3 separate regions of the Sus scrofa genome follow, and regions 1 and 2 are each linked to region 3. A link is a contact called in public Hi-C and HiChIP or PLAC-seq data. All regions are on one chromosome and are shown on one strand. Each heading gives the region's core, a stretch centred on a gene start, on an enhancer-like site or on the middle of the called end of the contact. The rest is flanking DNA. Distances are from core to core; before and after follow the strand shown.

The links. Hi-C and Micro-C count contacts between places; a contact is called where the count stands out from the background. HiChIP or PLAC-seq counts read pairs in DNA pulled down with a chosen protein or histone mark.
Region 1: an H3K27ac HiChIP or PLAC-seq map of alveolar macrophages shows a contact between it and region 3. The contact joins two enhancer-like sites. A contact is called at or near these places in 1 of 47 Hi-C or Micro-C datasets (skeletal muscle) and 2 of 2 datasets of contacts at active chromatin or transcription factors (alveolar macrophages and skeletal muscle).
Region 2: a contact with region 3 is called in a Hi-C map of embryonic fibroblasts, with 4 times the contacts expected there. The contact joins two enhancer-like sites. A contact is called at or near these places in 1 of 47 Hi-C or Micro-C datasets (embryonic fibroblasts) and 1 of 2 datasets of contacts at active chromatin or transcription factors (alveolar macrophages).

Annotation. Positions count from the first base shown.
Region 1 is chr13:198,806,416-198,809,401 of Sscrofa11.1, reverse strand. No RefSeq gene overlaps it. Among named protein-coding and RNA genes, the nearest start is that of RUNX1, 170 kb to the right of the region's middle. Within about 2 kb of position 1,306, at least 4 of the 83 cell types and tissues checked have an H3K27ac peak or open chromatin away from gene starts, as enhancers often do. A contact at or near this core is called in alveolar macrophages, where this site is marked.
Region 2 is chr13:198,930,091-198,933,021 of Sscrofa11.1, reverse strand. No RefSeq gene overlaps it. Among named protein-coding and RNA genes, the nearest start is that of RUNX1, 300 kb to the right of the region's middle. Within about 2 kb of position 1,606, at least 1 of the 83 cell types and tissues checked has an H3K27ac peak or open chromatin away from gene starts, as enhancers often do. A contact at or near this core is called in embryonic fibroblasts, where this site is marked.
Region 3 is chr13:198,468,389-198,471,397 of Sscrofa11.1, reverse strand. It overlaps RUNX1 (runt related transcription factor 1), which reads left to right. Exons shown (of 8, transcript NM_001246252.1): 3 at 3,005-3,009. Among named protein-coding and RNA genes, the nearest start is that of RUNX1, 170 kb to the left of the region's middle. Within about 2 kb of position 1,252, at least 71 of the 83 cell types and tissues checked have an H3K27ac peak or open chromatin away from gene starts, as enhancers often do. A contact at or near this core is called in alveolar macrophages and embryonic fibroblasts, where this site is marked.

The DNA of each region.
Region 1 (2,986 bases), core at 57-2,556, 340 kb before region 3:
ACAAACCTGGAGTTTCAGCTAATTTATCTTTTTGTATTATGAAATGGTAAACTAAAGTTGTTTTCTCCCAATTGTTTTTTGACCCAGTTATTTGCTACTCCCCAAATTTATCTTTAGGTAATAATAGTTATAGAAACAATATGCATGTCCATTTTTATCACTTTTTACCATTTTGGTGCATTCTTATATCAGGTTAAGTGAATCTATTCCAAAAAAATAAAAATAAAAAGGGGTTAGGGATCTGGCATTGCCATGAGCTTCGGTGTAGGTCACAGACATGGCTGAGATCTGGCATTGCTATGGTTGTGGCTGTGGCTGGTACCTACAGCTCAAATTCAACCCCTAGGCTGGGAAATTCCATATGCTACAGGTGAGGCCCTAAAAAGACCAAAAAAAAAATTAAAAAGTGAATCTATTCCAATATGGAAGTTTAAATGGTTATAAGGAATGCATGAAAAAGGAAGCACAATAAGATGGGGTGTGGATAGGAAAATGATGTGGTGAAGACCATATTAGGTGGTAAATATATCAGAGTGCCCCTTTTGTCATGGTTCTCCTGGTATAGTTCTTTTTTTTTTTTTTTTTTTTTTTGTCTTTTTGCTATTTCTTTGGGCCGCTCCCGCGGCATATGGAGGTTCCCGGGCTAGGGGTCGAATCGGAGCTGTAGTCACCAGCCTATGCCAGAGACACAGCAACGCTGGATCCGAGCCACGTCTGCAACCTACACCACAGCTCACGGCAATGCCGGATCCTTCACCCACTGAGCAAGGGCAGGGATCAAACCCGCAACCTCATGGTTCCTAGTCGGATTCGTTAACCACTGCGCCATGACGGGAACTCCCCTGGTATAGTTCTTCAATGCATGCAGGGACTTATTCTCAGTGCTGGTTTTTTTGTTGTTGTTGTTGTTGTTGTTGTTGTTTTTCGTTTGTGTGTGTGGGTGTGTGTGTGCTTTTATCAACCTGATCATCTATCCAAAAACTTAACATCATTAGTAGATGAAAAAGAGAATAATCTGCCTTTTCTTTGTTTCCCACTGGGCTCACTCTACTTTCCTTCTAATGTCCCTGCCAACTGGTCAGCACTGCAGGACCTCTTCCCACCACCATCATCCTTTTCTATGGCAACCTTAGTGGCAGAGGCATGCTTTTCTTTTCTACAACCTGGGTGACTCCACTGTTTTTATGCATAGTCACTTACCAGTTCAGCTACCACTTCTGACATTCACGCTCTTTGTCCCACATGGGGCATCTTCCCCATTTCTGCTTCACTTCATTTTTCCTTCTTGATACTCTTAAGCCTCGTCCAGCTGACATTCTGTGGTCAGACATTTCAACTTTGCTCTCACGCTCAACCCAGAGCCTCCAGGCTCCTTTGACCTACTCTTGAGCCTGCAGAGCCAACCACAATCCCAGCTCACTTCCAAAGTCGCTTTTCAGTTCTTGATTTTAGACTTCAGTGCGTCACTGAGAAAAGTCACAGGCATTTGCAGACCTAACCCTTGCATGGTGCAATCTTGGTTCCAGTCCATAAGTCCTTCGTTCCTTTGGTCTATAGAGCTTATGTTTGTTTTCCTAAGAAGTTGTAGGTTGCTTTTTTCTCTTTTGAAACCCAGTCTTAACACCACCTCTTGTCTTTTACTCATCAGCCAAGGTTTTTTGACCACCACCCACATGCTCTGAGAGAGTGCATAGATGATGAAGATGCTAGAGCAAAGAAAGTAGTGAACTTAGTGGTGGTGATAGGAAGGTTGTAGAGAGGATAAATAAGGACACAGATTTTGTCAGATCGTGAGGGCGGAGAGTGTAAAAAGGCGGAAGCAATGTGAGACTTGAAGCCAGGAAAGGATTCAGCAGGTCATGTCACCATTATTTGATGAAATCAACAATGTCCAGCATGAGTTTCCTTAGCTGATTTCCTCTGAATGTCAAAGGATTTCATTCATTTGATTCCACGTTTAACTCCATTGTCTCCTCAAAAGAAATGCTGCTCATTCTTCATTACAAATCAGCCTTTCCATCTGCCCCTTTAATGCCACTCTCTCTGCCGTACTCGGCCACCACACTGTGTACATCATAACTCTTAACAGAAGAGTAAATCTCTCTTTGCAACTGGATTCTTGAATTTTGCCCAAAACTATGCAGGTAAACTTGGCAAGGATTAAACTCTGCTGCTCACTTTTAAACAGGCTTCTTTCTCTACAAAGTATCTGGAAGGAATCTGTCTCAGTTCTTTACCCCATTGACTTTGTTTTTCTAGACTTTTGAAAGAAAACTGAATATTTCACGTATACAAAAAGAATGAAGAATGATATTATTAAATATATCTTATTGATTAGTTAATAAAATTAATTAATTCTATTACATTTAGAATGGATGAGCAATGATATCTTACTCTGTAGCATGGGGAACTACATCCAGTCTCGGGATATATCATGATGGAAGATAATATGAGAAAAAGTATGTGTATATGTATGTATATATATGTGTGTGTGTGTGTGTGTATGACTGGGTCATTATGCTGGGTCACAGCATAAATTGACACAACATTGTAAATCAACTATACTCTATTTTAAAAAGACAAAGAAAAAAGGAAATTAACACAATATCATAAATCAACTATAATACAATAAAATAATTTTTTAATTTTTTAAATTAAAAAATAAACTAAAATCCTGAAAAAAGAAAAAAAATAGTAGAATAAATGGAGTTCCCTTGTGGCTCAGTGGGTTAAGGATCCAGCTTTGTCACTGCGTTAGCTCTAGTCACTACTGTGGTGCAGGTTTGAACAGCACCCAGGAACTTCCATGTGCCATGGGCATGGCCAAAAAAAATAGTATAATAATGACTCATGTTTATTACCCAATAAAGGATCAAAATTTAAACATTTCCCAGCCAATTATGTCTTTTAATACCATTCTCTTAGCCTCATGGGAAGAACACAGTGTCTGGATTTGGCATTTATTTATACCTTTACTACATGTTTT
Region 2 (2,931 bases), core at 357-2,856, 460 kb before region 3:
AAACAAAATGCGTGCACCGTGCACGTGTGTATATGCGTGCATGCATGGATGTGTGCTTGTATGTGTGTGTGTGTATGTGCGTGTATGCATGTGCACTGCTCTTTGGCTTGTAGGCTCCAATCTTTTCCTCTCTCTTCACATGGCCCTGTGTCTCTGGGTCTCAAATCTCTCTCTGCCTTTCTCTTATAAGGACACCTGCCATTGGATTTGCTTCCCATAAATCCAGGATGCTCTTCTGTTGAAAACTTAATTATATCTGAGACGTCCCTTTACCCAAATAAAGTCACATTCACAAGTTCTGTGTGAACATATATTTTATGGGGGGGGTCACAATTTAACCAGTACATTTGGCAAAAGCTGGATTTACTCAGAATTAAGAAGCAAAACGGACATCATCGGTGAGTGGCCCCTGCTCCTTTCAGTAGGCTAGAGAACCTTCTTCCTGCCCTCTGGCTGGCCATTGCACCCCACTTCACAACCCTCCCCCATGGGTCTACCCACATTTCCTGCCAGAGGCCGAAGCTCAGTCTGGCACAGATGAATTTTAAATTTTTCTTAAATGCCTTGTTTGCATTTTGTGTGAGAGAGCAAGCAGGCTGCTATCACAGGGGTGGAGGAATTTTCCATTTTACCCCATTCAGCCCTAGATTTTCACGTAAGGGGTCTTCTTGAGGTAGAACACTGACGCGGGGGGTGATTATGCTGGTGGAAATAGCATGTGAAACAGTCAGCAGAGCCTTTGCACTGTCCCCACATCATTTTGTATCAGCACCGCCCCCCTGCCAAGCCCGCGTGTCTGCCTGTTACCCCCGGTCTATGCCTTTTCCTTGGCCGAACAAATTTCATCCAGGTCCCTTTGATCATTTTCTCTTTCCATGCCAAAAATAAACCTTGTTATCCACTGTGTCTGGAACATCCTCCCACTTTCCAAACCATATTGTTTTTCATTTCTGTATTGATTTCAAAATCTTCCTCCTTCAGGTTGGTTTAAGTGATGCCATGACATCATGACCCTTATTCTTCATTAAGACGATGTTTTTTTAAAGACACATTGTTTTATTTTCCGTCCATGTAAGAGCCAAATTGTTGTCCATTTTCCTAGCACTTGTGCACTGGACCAGGCAGGCTATGTAGGCGCATTAAAATAGATTATAAAGCCTAATTCTGAGTAAGTAAAAGATATCTCCAGAAAATTTCTTTTTTTTTTTTTTTTTTTTTTTTTTTTTTTTTTTTTTTTAATGAGAATGGCTTTGGGTAAGTCACCTATCTGGAAAGGAATGATTTGTCATGAAAATATTTGAAGAACCTGTGTAAGACCTCTCTCTGGTGAATGAAGCAAGAAAAGTATAGGTGGATTGCTCCAGCATTCCCAGAAAAATGTGAGGCACATGAACATTATTTTTCTTTTAGTTTCAAGACGCTCATGTTTCATTTGATTTATATAAAAAAAATTCTTGGTCCACCGGATGGTTTGATTAAGTAAGCATTCTCTACTTAAACGGTGAAAATAAATATCAAGAGAATAATCCACATGCCAAGTGTGTTCAGTGAAGCAATATGTGTAGGCAGCATTGGAAACAGTGACACAGTGATTATCTGTGCATAACTTGGTTATAATATCATCACTGTCTAGACTACTAGACAATTAACATCCAGACATACTATAGCTCAGATTGAAGAAGGTCATTAAAAAATGAAAGAGAGATTCGGCCTCTTTGGGAAAGAAAGACCCAGTTCATTCTTTTCTAGAAAGGTATACTTTGGATTGAGGTATGCTTTTAGGTTCAGCTTCCTTTTATGCGACTCTGCTTGGTCCTCATTTCCGTAAAATGTGGGTAATGATGGCTACTTCTTGCAGTCATCTGGTTGAATACGTTGTATATATTTAGCACCAGACACATTTTTTTTTCTTTTTTACTTTTCCCACTGTACAGCAATGGGGTCAGGTTATCCTTACATGTATACATTACAATTACATTATTTCCCCACCCTTTGTTCTGTTGCAACATGAGTATCTAGACATAGTTCTCAATGCTATTCAGCAGGATCTCCTTGTAAATCTATTCTAAGTTGTGTCTGATAAGCCCAAGCTCCCAATCCCTCCCACTCCCTCCCCCCCTCCCATCAGGCAGCCACAAGTCTCTTCTCCAAGTCCATGATTTTCTTTTCTGAGGAGATGTTCATTTGTGCTGGATATTAGATTCCAGTTATAAGTGATATCATATGGTATTTGTCTTTGTCCTTCTGGCTCATTTCACTCAGGATGAGATTCTCTAGTTCCATCCATGTTGCTGCAAATGGCATTATGTCATTCTTTTTATGGCTGAGTAGTATTCCACTGTGTATATATACCACATCTTCCGAATCCAATCATCTGTCGATGGACATTTGGGTTGTTTCCATGTCTTGGCTATTGTGAATAGGGCTGCAATGAACATGCGGGTGCACATGTCTCTTTTAAGTAGAGTTTTGTCCGGATAGATGCCCAAGAGTGGGATTGCGGGGTCATATGGAAGTTCTATGTATAGATTTCTAAGGTATCTCCAAACTGTTCTCCATAGTGGCTGTACCAGTTTACATTCCCACCAACAGTGCAGGAGGGTTCCCTTTTCTCCACAGCCCCTCCAGCACTTGTTATTTGTGGATTTATTAATGATGGCCATTCTGACTGGTGTGAGGTGGTATCTCATGGTGGTTTTGATTTGCATTTCTCTTATAATCAGCGATGTTGAGCACTTTTTCATGTGTTTGTTGGCCATCTGTATATCTTCTTTGGAGAAATGTCTATTCAGGTCTTTTGCCCATTTTTCCATTGATTGGTTTTTTTGCTGTTGGGTTGTATAAGTTGTTTATATCAGACACATTTGTTTGATGTGATAATTAACTCCAGTTTGCACCTCTTCTCCTTCTGTTTTGCTTTAAAAGACAAAT
Region 3 (3,009 bases), core at 3-2,502:
TGCAGGCCCCAGCGGCGGAGCCCGAGGAGAGTCCTCAGCGGCGTCGCCCTAGTACCCCAGCCGCGGGCCGGCAAGGGGATAGAGGCGGAGGGAGGGAGGGACCCCCGCCTAGGGACGTCGACGTGGAGGGCTCGGTGCTAGGGGGGAGCGGGTGAGCGCCCTCCCCCGGGGGGAGAGATGGGGTGGGCTCTGTGGGGAAGGTGCAGCCCGGCGGCTGGGCGGGGGCGGGGCCCCCTAAGCTCTGCGAAAATGCCCGTGGCGCCGGGGGGACGGGAGCGGGGGAAGTTCCCGCCAGCGCGCAAAGCCAGGGTGGGTTCAGCACCCGCTGCAGCTCGCGGGCGGAGGCGGGGAGCGGAGCCGGGGCTGTTTCCGGGGAGAGGGAGGTGGGTGCGGGGCGCGGGCGACGTGGGCCTAGCCAAGGAGCAGACGCTCCGTTAACGGGGAGCGAGCCAAGCGGATGCTTTCAACTTTCTTTTCGGTTGCTTGTTTTGGGGGGTCTTTTCTGACCGCTAAGCACACTCAGCCTGAGTGCGGCGCAATGGGTAATTAAGCCGCAGCCCAGCCGCGGCGAAAAACGCCCAATTATAGCAAATAAACCAAGAGATAAAACTCAAAAAACACAAAAACCATGTTGTGGAGACCAACACCGCCTGGCCTCACTAAATGAATCAGCTCCAATTCGCCGCAGTTGCCAGTCAGGCCGTGGGGGCACGCCGAGCTGGGCCGCTGGGCTTTCCGCCCTCCGGCTCCCTGGCCCCCTCGGGGCCGAATCCCACCCACGTTGGGGAAGTAAAGGCTCAGCAGTGGGCTGCCGCGCAGGGCGTGGGCCGTCCGGGCGCTCCGGCCTGGTTTTGGGAGGCTTGCGACGGCCGCTGCCCCGCACCCTCCATGGCTCGCGGAGCGCCTCCCTCCGGCAGATCTGCGGCCCGGGTCGCTCCAGGCGCTGCGCGCGGCCCGATTCCTCCCTAGGCTGGCCGGCCTCCTTTTCTCCACGACCTCGCTCTCCGAACCGCAGCCGCCAGTGCCGCCGCCGCGCACTACAGCCCTAGATCTGGCAGCTGCGCAACCCTGAGCGTGTGCAAAGCCGCAGGGTCGCCGTCCGCACCGGGGCGGGGCCTCGGGCGAGCGTGGGAGCGTGTGCGTGTGTGTGCGTGGATGCAGATACGCGCGGGGAGCGAGGGGCGGTGGACTCTCCACCCTGGCTGCGTACAGTAGCGCGCGGCGGCGGCAGCGGGGGCGCGCGGGCCAATTCCAGGAGCCCGCGGCCGTGAGCCGCGCCCTGGCTGATACCGGAAAGGCCTGTGATTGGCCCGCGGCCGCCCCTATGCAAACGAGCTGAGGGAATGGAATTCCTCGGGCCGGGCTTACAGTAAAAGCACGTTCATTTCCAGGCACTCTCATTCATAGAGCCAGCGGGCGCAGGCGGGACGGGCGCCCTGCGGCCGGACCCAGCCAGGGCACCACGCTGCCCGGCCCTGCGCCGGCAGGCATCTCTTCTTGGGGCTCCTGGGGACGCCAGAAGAAAATCAATCTTTGCTGTTTCTTTTTGACCCGCGTTGGAGCTTCGATTTTTTTCCCCCCTTTCTTTCTTTCTTTCTTACTTTTGAATGAACTGGTTTCTTGGCTGGATGGTTCAACTTCTTTCCTGGCTGTGAACTTTTCCCCGGTTGTTTTCTTTGACAACCGCTGGAGAAAGTGCGCTGTGCTTCGAGGCGAGTGATGAAGTTGGGAATGCGTGGCAGTGTGTGCGTGCTTGTGTAACTCGAGCCGCCCCGTCTGTTTCGATCTGCGCTGCGGAGCCTCCTCTCAGGGCCCTCTCCACCTGCTGCGGTTACGCGGTGATCGTGGGTATTAGCGCGTCCAGGCAGTTAACTGGCCCGCGCTGGGGCTACGTTGGAGGAAGATTGCCTCGCTACAGCCCAAGTCGGGGCTGACTCAACGAGTCGATGTAGACAGCGGCTGGCTTCCGAAGAGTGCGTGCCTGCGTGCGTGTGACTCGGCCTCTGCTCGACTCCCACCAAACCACAGGATCAGCCACAAACTTAACCAACATCCCCAAACCCGAGTTCTCAGATGTGGAGAGCTGAACCCTGAGTGTCATCGACTTGGAATTTTTTTTTTTTTTTAAGATTAGCTTTTCTTTGAAAAGCATAATTTTCTGAACTGAACATTTTGCCAGAATTTATTGAGAGAACATGACAAGTACTTCTAGCACAGCCCTTCTGCAACTACTGAAGTTGATTTTCAAGGCTACTTAAAAAACAACAAAAACCCTGCAGCGAACATTAATGGATTTCTGTTGTGTTTAAATTCTCTACAGATTGTATTGTAAATATTTTATGAAGTAGAGCATATGTATATATTTATATATATGTGTGCACATACATTAGAAGCAAGACCTTTGGAAGTCTCAGCTCTCGCCTTTGAGGACGGAAGCTAGTTTTGCATGATAAAAAGTGTCTCTGTATTTGGAAGACACTTGTGTATTTTGTGTTGTTTGACTTTAGACAAAACTTATCTGGAAAAAGAAAAAAAAACTGACAGGCAATTAACCACTGGAACTTACAAATTATGTGTTTGCTGGTTCTTGTGCACTCCGCATAAATATTTTAGGAAGTGTATGGGAATTTTGCCTCCAGGAACTTTTGTAACAGCCAAAGACTGAACTGGAAACTCGCACAGCCAAGACTCAGAAGACAGTCTTCCTTTGGCACTTGACTTTGGATTCTGGTCGCCCACTTTTTAAAGCACTAAGCGGTCGGCTGTTAAGAGCCCTGCCGGGGTCTGAGGCCAATCGGCAGAACTAGAACTTTCCCCATCCTGGACTGTTAGTAACTTAGTCTCTCCCCCTCCCCCAGCTACCCCGCAGCAATAAAGGCCCCTGAACTTGTATGTTGGTCTCCCGGGAACTGCTTGCTGAAGATCCGCGCCCTTGTCGCCGTCTGGTAGGAGCTATTTGCAGGGTCCTAACTCAATCGGCTTGTTGTGATGCGTATCCCCGTAGATGCC